Regions from separate parts of the Zea mays genome. Here region 1 is linked to region 2. The links are chromatin contacts, called in public Hi-C maps. All regions are on one chromosome and are shown on one strand. Each heading gives the region's core, a stretch centred on a gene start, on an enhancer-like site or on the middle of the called end of the contact. The rest is flanking DNA. Distances are from core to core; before and after follow the strand shown. Region 1 holds the start of LOC100192671 (F-box protein SKIP8). Region 2 overlaps LOC100282385 (ubiquitin carboxyl-terminal hydrolase 6).

Region 1 (6,203 bases), core at 423-2,922, 96 kb before region 2:
TTCATGCGTTTTAGACCTTTAGCTACTTCGGGCCTAGTCCGTTAGCTACTTTTGGGCCCAGGCTAGGCCAGTACCCGCAGCACTCACCCTACTCCTAGAAGCCCGATGGCTAGCAGTGGCATGGCATGTGCTCTGCTCTTTGCTCTCTGCCGCCGCCATCTCAAGGTGTTGCTGCTGCCGTTCGCCACACCATGTGTGCCCTCTCCATCTCCCTCTGTGTTGTGTGCCGCTGAACTGAAGCTGCTCCCTCTCCCTCCGTGCCGTGTGTGCCCTATGCCGCGCAGTCGACGCCGTCCGCGCCGCGCCGCCGCCCCTCTCCCTCCGTGCTGTGTGCACCCTGCACTGTGCAGTCACACTGTTCGCTCCGTGCAGCTGCAGCATTTGAGCGTCCTCACCTCTACGGACGTTCCGTAGCCAGCTCCGCACGTCCGGTGGCTAGCAGCCGACTCCTCTCATCCTCTCTGCCTCTGTTTGGTAAGCTACTAACCTCATGTTATTGTCTGAAATTATGATATATTGATATTTTTCTATATTGTTTAAAACTATGTTTAAACTCGTTTAAACGTTTAAAAGTCAAAACTCCATCCATGAGTGTTTCAACGTTTTGTCGTTTTAATAACCTTGGTTCCTTCAGTTCAGAAATGGGAGTAGATGCCATGGCAAGTTCGGTCATCCCGTGTGACTGATGAGAGACATGGATGTTTTCAATGTCTTACAAAAAAAAAGTTAGTTACTAAGAGAAATTAGCATGGGTTCCAAATAAAAAACATACAAAGGAAAAAAAAATCATATCCCTCCATCGTATTCAACACGAGCTTTCGAGTGAGGTCGTTCCATATCCCAACCCCTAACCTACCCTCTTCGTCCCACGAGGCAAGCACCCTAACGATATAATTGTATGCACCAGAAGAGAGGTAATACACCCAAACCTCAAGACAGTGATGGTCCTATTACGTGCAGTGGAAATAAAGCAGGTATGATAAACTACATTGCCAATCAGACAGTAGTCCAGTCGAGGAGAAGAGTTCAGAGAGGGTTGTGGGAGCATCAGACCCAATAGCACACCTTGTGATACAGTGCCTTCCAGGCGCCATCGTCGTCGGCTGCGCGGCGCATGGCGGAGTTGGTCATGGAGAGACGGCAGAGGCTGGTGTAGTCGAGGTAGCTGAGCGCGTGGGTGGTGATCTCGGGCACGAGCTGCTCCATCATGGAGGGCGCCTCCGGCGGAGCAGGCTCCGGCGCCTTCTTCTTGTTCTCCCCGCCCACGGCCATCTCGCCGTTGGCGGACTTGGCGTCACGGCAGCCGCAGGAAGCGCAGCCGCAGAAGTTGGCGGGAGGGGGTTGGTGCTTATTTGAGGATGCGGGGAACGAGGAGGAAGAGGAGCGGAAGATCCAGACAGCGCAGGCGAGGCAGCAGACGGCGGTGGCACTAGCGGCGATCAGGACTCGGGCGCCGTCCATGCAGATGCGGACATCCAGGTCGCGGGGGCCACGGCGGCGGAGGAAGTAGAGGAGGTCAGGGAGTGGGGGTAGGGTTTAGACGGCATCCCATCACACGGAAGAGGAGGCTAGGGTTTTGTCGTTTGGGTTGGGAGGAGCCGAGATGGCAGATGGGGAATGAGCACGGAGCACGCGGTGGTGGAGGGTGGTTACTGGTTTTCGTTTCGGATCGACGAAGACGAACAGAGAATGGGTTGAGTTGGGCTTGGGCTATTTGCGAAATCGTGGACGCAATCGCCGGATCGGCGTTCGGTTCTGCGAAATCGGCCTAGTTCAGCCTTTTTTTCCCAAACACATAGTTTTTCAGTCCGTTTTTATGAAAATAGTTTAGATAAAAATAGTTCAAAATTAATATAGACATAGAATCGATTAAGTCGTTGTGATAATAGGAATCTTTCAATTTCTACATCATAAACCTTATGAACCCCTTCATCTTACTCATCACATAATTGTTGTAATATTAGAGAAACAAGTGACATGCTTTTATTATACTTAAATATATTAAATATTTTAATTCCAAATAAAATAGGCATATAACTCAAATAAATGTCATATGAAATTATAGCAGCAATGAACAGTAGCAATTCTAAGACATGTGAACATGTAAAATAGCTGTTCAGGTTCATTTCAAAACTAAACATGGCTTGTAGATGAAGAAGGCAGATTAAACACATAAACATAATTGTTTATCTTTTTATATTGCTCTCAAAATAGTGGGTTGCTGTAATAAACAACCCTCCAACGCTAAATGGTGATCAGAGATCCTCGACTAACGTGACAGTCTAATCTTATCAAATCAGGGTTTTATATCAGATGTAATAAGTCTAATAATCAAGTATAAATACTAATAGTAAGGAGTTGTGTAATAAATAAAACAACAGAATTTAACACAGATAAACAGCCTTAACAAATAGAGATATGATTAGGCATAAATAAATACTTGATGCTGAAATTAACAACACACTAAAACCTAGACTGTCACGTTGTCTCACTATACCGCTATTATCATTGAGCAAACAAATCCACCCACAATAGTGCAATCACACCCAATTATATAATACTAGCAGATTGCACAAAATTATTCAATAAATATAGAGATGCAGCGATTAACTCACAACACGTAGATTGTCTATATGGGAAGACCAGCTCAGCGAACACAAGGTTCTGTCCCAGAAAACCAATTCCGCCGCCAATGCACGGCGGGAGGTTGACGGAGATACTAGGGCCGCTGCCGGAGCCGAGGGAGACGTCCACGGCACCAGCCCGAGAAGAAGAACACCGCGCAGCAGGGAGCCCAAGCACCAGGCCACGGTGGACAATAATCAGACGAACAGCACCACACACGTGCATAAGTGGAGCACTGGAACACAGGAGAAACGCACTGCACACTAGCAGCACCACCTCCACCTTCTTTCAATCACCACCAGCGAACCAAACACAAGAACGCCAGGACCGAATGGATCAGTGCGATTGGAACAGAAAACTGGAGAGAGGAACCAGGAACCGGTGTTTTGCTGCATGCTCCTCAGAGGTTGACTGCCCATCCTTTAAGAAGCCAAGAAACGGAGGAGGCAAACGGATTAGCGAGAAGGGCGGGAGATCGAGCCGCAGAAATCGGCGTACGAAGAACGCCGCCGCTGCTGCTCTCAACAACCACCGCCAGCCACCTCCTCTCTATCTCCCGTAAGCCAGCAGAAGCACCGAGGTGCCCTAGCTCCTCCCCAGTCGGCTGGGCTGCTCGGCCTTTTGGGCCTTGAGGTGGCCCAGTCCGGCTGGTCTTATTATTTTTTTAATAAAGGAAAAATCCCCAAATTAACAGCAATCCCCACCATTTTCACTCTTATTTTCTGATCAATGTCATTGAGCTCCCGTACTGTTTATATACTACTTTTCGGCAGAGGTAAGAGTTAGGTTTGAACCAAAGCCTATCCCAGTGTACTCCAACCCTGCACGAGTAAGCGGAGGACTACGCCTTGATCCACAAACCCTAGTGTGAGAATCTTCGCATAAAAGGCACATAGTACTAGGCAGATTATCTGCTTCTCTTACGGGGCAGGGCGTTACGGTCATGCCCTTCAATATCTATTCATGAGCTCACTAGACTGCGACCCCACAGTCAGCTTATATAAGTGAAATCGTTAAGGAAATTCTGTAGGACAATTTCCCTACTTATAGCATTGACTTCATTAAGAGCATATCGCTCAACCTGCCATACAGACAGAGCACAACAGCTAATGAGACTATTTGTCTTTTGTGCTCTTGGTTCCACAGTGCTTCGTTTCCTGGAGCCTAGATCTCGGGACCTCCGGTCACACAAGACAGTTATCCGCAGTTGAAACTGCTAACAGGGTACGAGTCCCATTCCCATGCACGCTGCTTGGATTGGCTTTTGAGCCAGCCCTTTGGTGAAAGGATCAGCAAGGTTCCTTTCAGACTTGATGTAATCTACTGTTATTACACTCGTCTCTCTAGCATGACGATATGAATCAAGTCGTCTTCTGATATGCCTCGAGGATTTTTTGTTGTCCTTTCTACTGTTCACTTTCAGCAACACAGAAGTGTTGTCACAGTATACTAGGACAGCCGGTATCGGCTTTGCTAGCATTGGAAGGTCTAACAATAGGTCTCTAAACCATTCAGCCTCCAATGCTGCTGAATCAAGTGCAACTAATTCAGCCTCCTTGGTGGAACATGTCGACACTAATTGTTTAGACGATCTCCATGACACGGCCTCACCAGTTAAAGTGAACACATAGCCACTTGTAGACTTTATTTGATCCAAGTTAGAGATTCTGTTTGCATAACTGAATCCTTTAAGTACCGACGGAAACTGGTATATTTAATTGAAAGGGAAATGTGCCCTTGGGCCATTTCCAAAGTGTTTTGGTGATTAAGTGTCCAACACATTTTCTCTAAGTGCTAATTTGTGCCAAAGAGTGAAGAAGTGCAAATCATATTACAAGGTACGTTTCTAGACTTAGTACATTGATTTGAGTACTAATGTATTGTGTCTAAGTGTTAGAAACAGGAGAAATTGGTTTGGAATGGAGTTGGCTGTGTACAGCCAAATCCAGCTCGGTCTGGAAGCACCGGACTATCTGGTGGTGCACCGGACAGTGTCCGGTGCGCCAGGCCAGCCTCCGATGAACAGGCCACTCTCGGGACTCGACGGTGGCGTACGACTATAATTCACCAGACTGTTCGGTGGTGCACCGGACTGTCCGGTGAGTCATCCACGACGAAGTCGTCGCTCTCGGGAAACGTTCAACGACGTACGACTATAATTCACCGGACCATCCGGTGAGGCACCGGACTGTCCGGTGAGCCAACGGTCGACTGCGCCAACGGTCGGCCGCACAATCCGCACGCGACGCGTGGGCGCGCCAACGGTCGGCAGGGGGCACCGGACTGTCCGGTGTGCATCAGACAGTGTCCGGTGCGCCAACTGCCGCAAATCTGCAACGGTCGGATGCGCCAGAAAAGGAAGGAGATCGTGCACCGGACAGCTACAGGGACTGTCCGGTGGCGCACCGGACTGTCTGGTGCGCCACCCGACAGAAGGCAATATTTGCCTTCCAAAGTTGCCTCCAACGGCTCCTAGCTGCCTTGGGGCTATAAAAGGGACCCCTATGCGCATGGAGGAGTCACCTAAGCATATTTTGAGCATTCTAAGTCTTCCACACTCCGTCTCCGCGCACTCGATTGACTTTGTTAGTGATTTGAGCTTCGTTCTAGTGGTGAACTTGTTGCGCTTCATTTGAGCTCAAGTCTTGGCTTGTGTGTGTGCGTATTGCTGCGGATTTGTGTGTGTTGCTTCCCATCCTTACTCTAGTGATTTCACTTTGATATTTATTGTAAGGGCGAGAGACTCTAAGTTGTGGAGATTCCTCACAAACGGGAGAAAGTATAAGAAAGAAGAACACCGTGGTATTCAAGTTGATCATTGGATCACTTGAAAGGGGTTGAGTGCAACCCTCGTCCATTGGGACGCCACAACGTGGAAGTAGGCAAGTATTACTTGGCCGAACCACGGGATAACTCGCGTGTCTCTTGTGATTGCATTTCTGTGTGATTATTGTGACTCGCAAGAACTCGCTCTATAGCCACTTGGTTTTATCATTCTAACACTTAACCAAGTTTTGTGGCTATTAGGTGTTGAATTTTTCAGGATCACCTATTCACCCCCCTCTAGGTGCTCTCAATTGGTATCAGAGCCGTTCTTTTCACGAAAGGGACTAATCGCCCGAAGAGATGGATCCTAAGGGAAAGGGGATGGTGGTCAACGATAAGGAGAAGGAGTCCATCTTCAACGAGCCAAGGGATGACAAGCCCACTGACTCTGGCTCGAGTCATAAGAAGAGGGACGGGAAGAAGAAGAGGCGCATCAAGAAGATCGTCTACTACGACAGCGATGAGTCTTCTTCTTCCCCAAGGGACGACGACTACGACGAGAAAAAGAAACCGGTTAACTCAAATTTTTATTTGATTATTCTCGTATTCCGTATAATTCCAATGCCCATTTGCTTTCTATTCCTCTTGGTAAACCTCCACACTTTGATGGAGAGGACTACGCTTTTTGGAGTCACAAAATGCGTAGTCATCTTTTCTCTCTCTATCCTAGTATTTGGGAGATAGTTGAGAATGGAATGCAATTTGATAGTACGGACAACCCTGTATTCATTAACGAACAAATCCATAAAAAT
Region 2 (5,994 bases), core at 3,174-5,673:
GAAGCAGCTAAGACTCAGCGCAGTCTGGCACACCGGACTGTCCGGTGGTGCACTGGACAGTGTCCGGTGCGCCAGGCCAGCCTCCGGTGAACAGGCCACTCTCGAGAACTGACGACGGTGTACGGCTATAATTCACCGGACTGTCCGGTGGTGCACCAGACTGTCCGGTGAGCCGTCTGCGGCGAAGTCGTCGCTCTCGGGAATCGTTCAACGGCGTATGGCTAAAATTCACCGGACTGTCCGATGAGCCAACGGTCGACTGCGCCAACGGTCGGTCGCGCAATCCGCGCGTGACGCGTGGGCACGCCAACGGTCGACAGGGGGCACCGGACTGTCCGGTGTGCACCGGACTGTGTCCGGTGCGCCAATGGCTACAATTCTGCAACGGTCGGTTGTGCCATTTTAGGAAGGACATCTGCACCGGACCATGAACAGTGCATGTCCGGTGGTGCACCGGACTGTCCGGTGCGCCACACAACAGAAGGCAAGAATTGCCTTCCCAGATTGCCTCCAACGGCTCCTAGCTGCCTTGGGGCTATAAAAGGGACCCCTAGGCGCATGGAGGAGTCAACCAAGCATTCCTTGATCATCTCTAAGCACCAAGACTCCATTCTCGCGCATTTGATTCTTTGTGATAAGTGACTTGAGCTCTAGTTGAGTAGAGAACTCCCCGCATTGTGTTGTGAGCTCAAGTTGTGGCTTGTGTGCGTGTTTGTGTTCGTGCTTTGAGTCTTGTGTGTGTTGCTCTCCCCTCCCTTACTTCCGTGCATCTTTGTGATCATCAATTGTAAGAGCGAGAGGCTCCAAGTTGTGGAGATTCCTCGCGAACGGGAGATAGTAAAAGAAAGGAAAACACCGTGGTATTCAAGTTGATCATTGGATCACTTGAAAGCGGTTGAGTGCAACCCTCGTCCATTGGGACGCCACAACGTGGAGTAGGCAAGTGCTACTTGGCCGAACCACGGGATAAATCATCATGTCTCTTGTGCCTGTTTTCTTCGTGACCATTGTGTTCCACAAGAGCTCGGTCCTTAGCCACTTGTTTCTATTGAGCTAACACTTAACCAAGTTTTTGTGGCTACAAGTGTTTGATTTTTACAGGATCACCTATTCACCCCCCTCTAGGTGCTCTCAAAAGTTCGATAGAACTTTGACACCTGTCGGCTTTGTTGTGAACGAAGCAGATAAATGTATATACTATCGGTATGGTGGGGCGAGGGAGTAATTTTATGCCTGTATGTTGATGACATTATAATCTTGGGGACGAGTCTTGATGTGATTAAAGAGACAAAAGACTTTCTGTCTAATAATTCTGAAATGAAAGATTTGGGAGAAGCTGATGTTATTCTTAATATTAAGCTACTGATAGAAGGCAATGGTGGGATCACACTAGTGCAATCCCATTATGTGGAAAAGGTTTTGAGTCGCTTTGGTTATAGCGAATGTGAACCTGCACCAACACCTTATGATCCTAGTAAGCTTTTGAAGAAAAATCGAAGGATGTCTAGGGATCAATTTAGATATTCCCAAATAATTAGTTCACTCATGTACTTAGCTAGCACTACGAGGCCTGACATCTCGTTTGCTGTGAGTAAACTTAGCCGGTTTGTTTCAAATCCGGGAGATGATCACCAGCATGCTCTTGAGAGAGTTCTACGCTATCTAAAAGGTACTATGAGTTTAGGCATCCATTATACCGGTACCCAACAGTACTAGAGGGTTATTGTGATGCAAATTGGATATCTGATGCTGATGAGATATATGCCACAAGTGGATATGTGTTTTCACTTGGAGGTGGCGTTGTTTTATGGAAGTCTTACAAGCAGACTATCTTAACGAGGTCGATTATGAAAGCAGAACTCACAACATTAGATACCGCTTCAGTTGAGGATGAGTGGCTTCGTGAACTCCTTATGGATTTACCGGTGGTTAAAAAACCTGTGCCGCCTATTTCTATGAACTGTGATAATCAGACTATGATAATCAAGATAAACAGTTCTAAAGAGGCGTTTAAAATATGTCAGGAAATTGGGAAACTTTAGAGTAATAGCGTTGGACTATGTCCATACGTCTAAAAATCTGACATATCAATTTACTAAGTGGCTATCACGTAGTGTGATAGATAGTGCATCGAGTGAGATGGGCCTGAGACCCACCTAAGGGCTTGTTCGGTTAGCTCTCAATCCATGTGGATTGAGTGGGATTGGATGGGTTTAAATCCCAAGCAAGTCAAAGTTCTTTTAAATTTTTTCTAATCCCATCCAATCCATATATAATGGGAATAACCGAACAAGGCCTAAAGTTTATCATAGTGGTAACCTGTTCTATGTGATCGGAGATCCCGTGAATTAGAATGGTGAAACAAGCTAGTGGTAGATTGAGAGGAAAGACCCTTAATAAGGTTTATTTCATATGCACATCTTTCTTTACTTACTGTAAGGTAGGTTGGTGTTTACACCTTAATATGTTCTAAGTGGCTTTGTGAAGCAAAGATGTTGTCCTACAGAACATCTTTAGAGGGTGTTCATAAACAGTCACAATTTATGAGATATGTGTGGTCTTTAGATACCCATGAAAGGCTATGGAGTTTGACTTATATGCTCCAACCAGAGAGGATGCGCTCGACAATCTAGTACTAGTAAAGAGTTTAGATGAAACTTATTCCACGCAAAACTGCCAATTCAAGGCCTAGTTCATTGTGTAGTTGTGGTCAAGCGTAGTCTAGATTTTAGGTGGATGTTTAACTTAACAGTCTCCATCGAAACACCAGTATATCAAACGTTTGAGATGATGAGAGCATTTTAGTGTGACTTAACATTTGGTGGAGATTGTTGAATTAATGTGGGTCTGGCCTAAATTAATATTCAATAATAGTCAATGTTAAAGGTCCACTTTAATGCTATGGTGTACTAGTACTTTAGTACCATACCGGAAGTTCAAGTGATAATTCAACCAACTTAAATAGATGGACCATTGCTGCATCTATTGAGAAGATGAGAAAGGGATGAAGGACTGCCACACGAGCGCGCGTCGCCGACCGGGTCGAGCCAAGGCCGTGGTAGATCAGACCATGGTCCGAATATTCCTTACTCTGGTGGCGACCGTTAGTATCCGTTGGCCTCCCTCTGTGCGTGTATATATACGAAGGAGGTGGGGCTGCTTCCGGTGACGACAGCACGTACGAACACCAAACAGTCTCAGATGCGTTGCACACAGCCATTCTCGTCCCACCTTCTGCGAGCATAGAGAGTGTGAGAGCGTAGGCCTCCGAAATCGTCGTCCGCAGAGCTACACTTGCACGGGTGTGCGGGCGATCAGGTTTTTGGGGAGCGTACTCTCGACCGCTCGCTTCGTACGCTCGACTAACGCTGATCAGGTTCCTCGTCGCCGGCGCCGTTCGAGGGACTACACTGCATACATCTGCTTGCATCGACTGCGTACGACTACATCAAACATACATACGAGATGTCTCGTGTGAATGGAGCCACTAATGCATTGAGCATCGGTCCCTTAGACGAAGAGCGGTTTGGGGACATAGAAATAGATACACTGCTTGTATATGTTGATACAAACATTATAATAACCTACTAGGAAAGAAAATAGACTGCTTGTACACACGTACTAGTAAAATGCATGTGCGCTGCGATATCAAATAATCATATTTTATACCTATAAAAAATAAATTTAATATTAAAGTAAAGATAATGTCCGCATATCTAATATTAAACTGATAAGAATAAATATTGCACTTTATCTTAGTCAAAAAGTTAAGAAAAGTATAAGTTAAAAGGAGCTCGACCCCCTTTTTTTAATAGCTTGCTTGGTCGCTCGTTATGCTTCAGCTAGCTCTGAGTTGCATATGGCTTCATGTTGAGCTTCAATAGTTTCTCATAGTCTATCTATGGTGTAACGTACCATAAAATCAATTGCATCATAAAATTAATAGGACCAAGGAACCAACCACTGAGCTGACCATGAGTTGAAATGGGCTCGCGCACGCTTAACAGAGTTGATCGGGACCATGAGTTAAAATGGGCTCACGCACGCTTAACGGAGTTCATCGCCAGCAGTCTATAGCGCGTATCAACAAATATCCAGTCATTCAATATTATTAGGTTTACTTCAGCCATTTAAAGTTGAAGAGTTTACTTCAACGTACAACAAAAACAAATATTCAATTATTTAATATTTACTAAATAATTCATCGTATTAAAAAATTTATAAAGAATAAATATTCACCAATTTAAAGTTTACTTCAACCATTTAGAAATAAACATTCAATAATTCAAACTGATGATGGTGCTGCTGCGATGGATGAGTGGAGACTCGATAACAAGAAATTGCGGACATTGGGTTAGCGCGGGTCAACGTGGCGGTGGATTGGGCTAGATGCCTATATCGGAGCAAAGTTGGCTAATTGCACATGGGTAATAATGGTTCCAACAAAAGCTTAGCAGGACGCGCGAGCGACGCAGAGGAAACAGTTGGATGTGCTGACATGCAGGTGTGATTCAGTGGGATTTTAATTAGGCGGACTCCGCACACACGCCACTAATGCAAGCGTATGCTTATCTGATTCCAAAAGGAGTATGTAGCCTGATAACACATTGGATTTGGGAGGTCGGCTATGCCCTAAGTCTAAGTCTACTATGTAAATTATCTGAACTCAAGCATACCTATAGTTAAATTGAATTGAGTAATTGATAGAAATCAGAAAGTAAAGCTTGTGGTATAAACTTTTGTTTGTTACATAGGCTCTAGTTTTGATTTTTTTTTTTTAAATACACTATTATTAGGAAGACACGGATGAAACCACTTGGCGCAAATCAATCAGATTCACTGTCAAGGCAGAAGCTTTCCTCTGAATTTCTTTGTTCTATATTTTGACAACACAAAATGTACTAGATTTGAAATCCTAAAAATACATATCCCAGTGAATAATGGCCAACCGCATTGAAGCAAATTCGACAGTAACCACTTTACGAACTGGAAAAAATAATTACCATGATCACTCATGGGCAGAAAAACTAATGTTGCGTTCGCGGCACAGAAATGTAGAACCACTCCGGCCTAACTCTTCAACTCCGCCATGCGGGCTTTGTATAGGCAGATATAAGCCATGTGCCAGTCACCTGTATAGACAAACACTGGTCTGCGTTAAAATCGTTCATGACATAATATTTCATTTGACGTGTAAGACGGTTGCTCACCTCCACCAGATAGTTTCAAAATGTCTTCCTCCTTGCGGATGTTTGGGTTGTCATCATCAAACTCGATCCATTTTCCTGGTGGTCGATATGAAATTTCAGTGACTAATAATAAAGTGAAACAGTTGATTACCGTAACTAAGCTGTAATACTGATTGACTGACCGTCATCTTGCTTTACCCAGCCAACATAGTGGCCAGAGTCTGCACTTCTTCCCTTGTGTGTCAAGACAGCAACCAAATCATAGACGCCAGTTAATTGTTTCTTTGGTAGAGAAGACTCAGCTGCATTTAACACATGAGCAAACTAAGTTTAGAAGCTAGTAAGATAACACTAGCAGTGTCCTCGATCATTACAGCCTTACAGGTAGAGGGTCAAACTTTCTGGATCTTAAAAATATAATCCCAAGAAATAAAGTTTGACAACAAGGCAAGGCAATCGCACACTTCTATCATTACAAAATGAGGGCAGAAACAAACAACTTGCCTTTGTCAATGTCCATACTGGATGATTCCCCAGCGCTACTGGATGATCCCTGAAATGAAATGCCCTAATTGCATGACAATGGATTGAAGACCCAAACAGAAAGCTTAATGTGACAGTTGATCCATTTATTTCTTCACAGCTATTACTGATGATTCAATGATACCCTGAGTACAACACAACCATTACCTCATTTTCTTTAAAGCCGCTAGCTTTCCCTTGTGCTTTCAATCCAAACTTTGCATTTTCTGCATCTCTCAGCATCTTTACGTGCAAATTGAGCATCCAAAATCAATACTGGAAC

The links. Hi-C and Micro-C count contacts between places; a contact is called where the count stands out from the background.
Region 1: a contact with region 2 is called in a Hi-C map of ear, with 1.7 times the contacts expected there. The contact joins the promoter of LOC100192671 here to the enhancer-like site in region 2. A contact is called at or near these places in 3 of 25 Hi-C or Micro-C datasets (ear, endosperm and leaf).

Annotation. Positions count from the first base shown.
Region 1 is chr3:232,536,251-232,542,453 of Zm-B73-REFERENCE-NAM-5.0, reverse strand. It overlaps LOC100192671 (F-box protein SKIP8), which reads right to left and starts at 1,672. Exons shown (of 3, transcript NM_001137879.2): 1 at 1,066-1,672. The coding sequence starts at 1,461.
Region 2 is chr3:232,443,685-232,449,678 of Zm-B73-REFERENCE-NAM-5.0, reverse strand. It overlaps LOC100282385 (ubiquitin carboxyl-terminal hydrolase 6), which reads right to left. Exons shown (of 18, transcript NM_001368950.1): 14 at 5,880-5,954; 15 at 5,694-5,742; 16 at 5,372-5,491; 17 at 5,211-5,285; 18 at 4,838-5,132. The coding sequence ends at 5,071. Among protein-coding and RNA genes, the nearest start is that of LOC100282385, 10 kb to the right of the region's middle. Within about 2 kb of position 4,423, at least 6 of the 20 cell types and tissues checked have an H3K27ac peak or open chromatin away from gene starts, as enhancers often do. A contact at or near this core is called in ear, where this site is marked.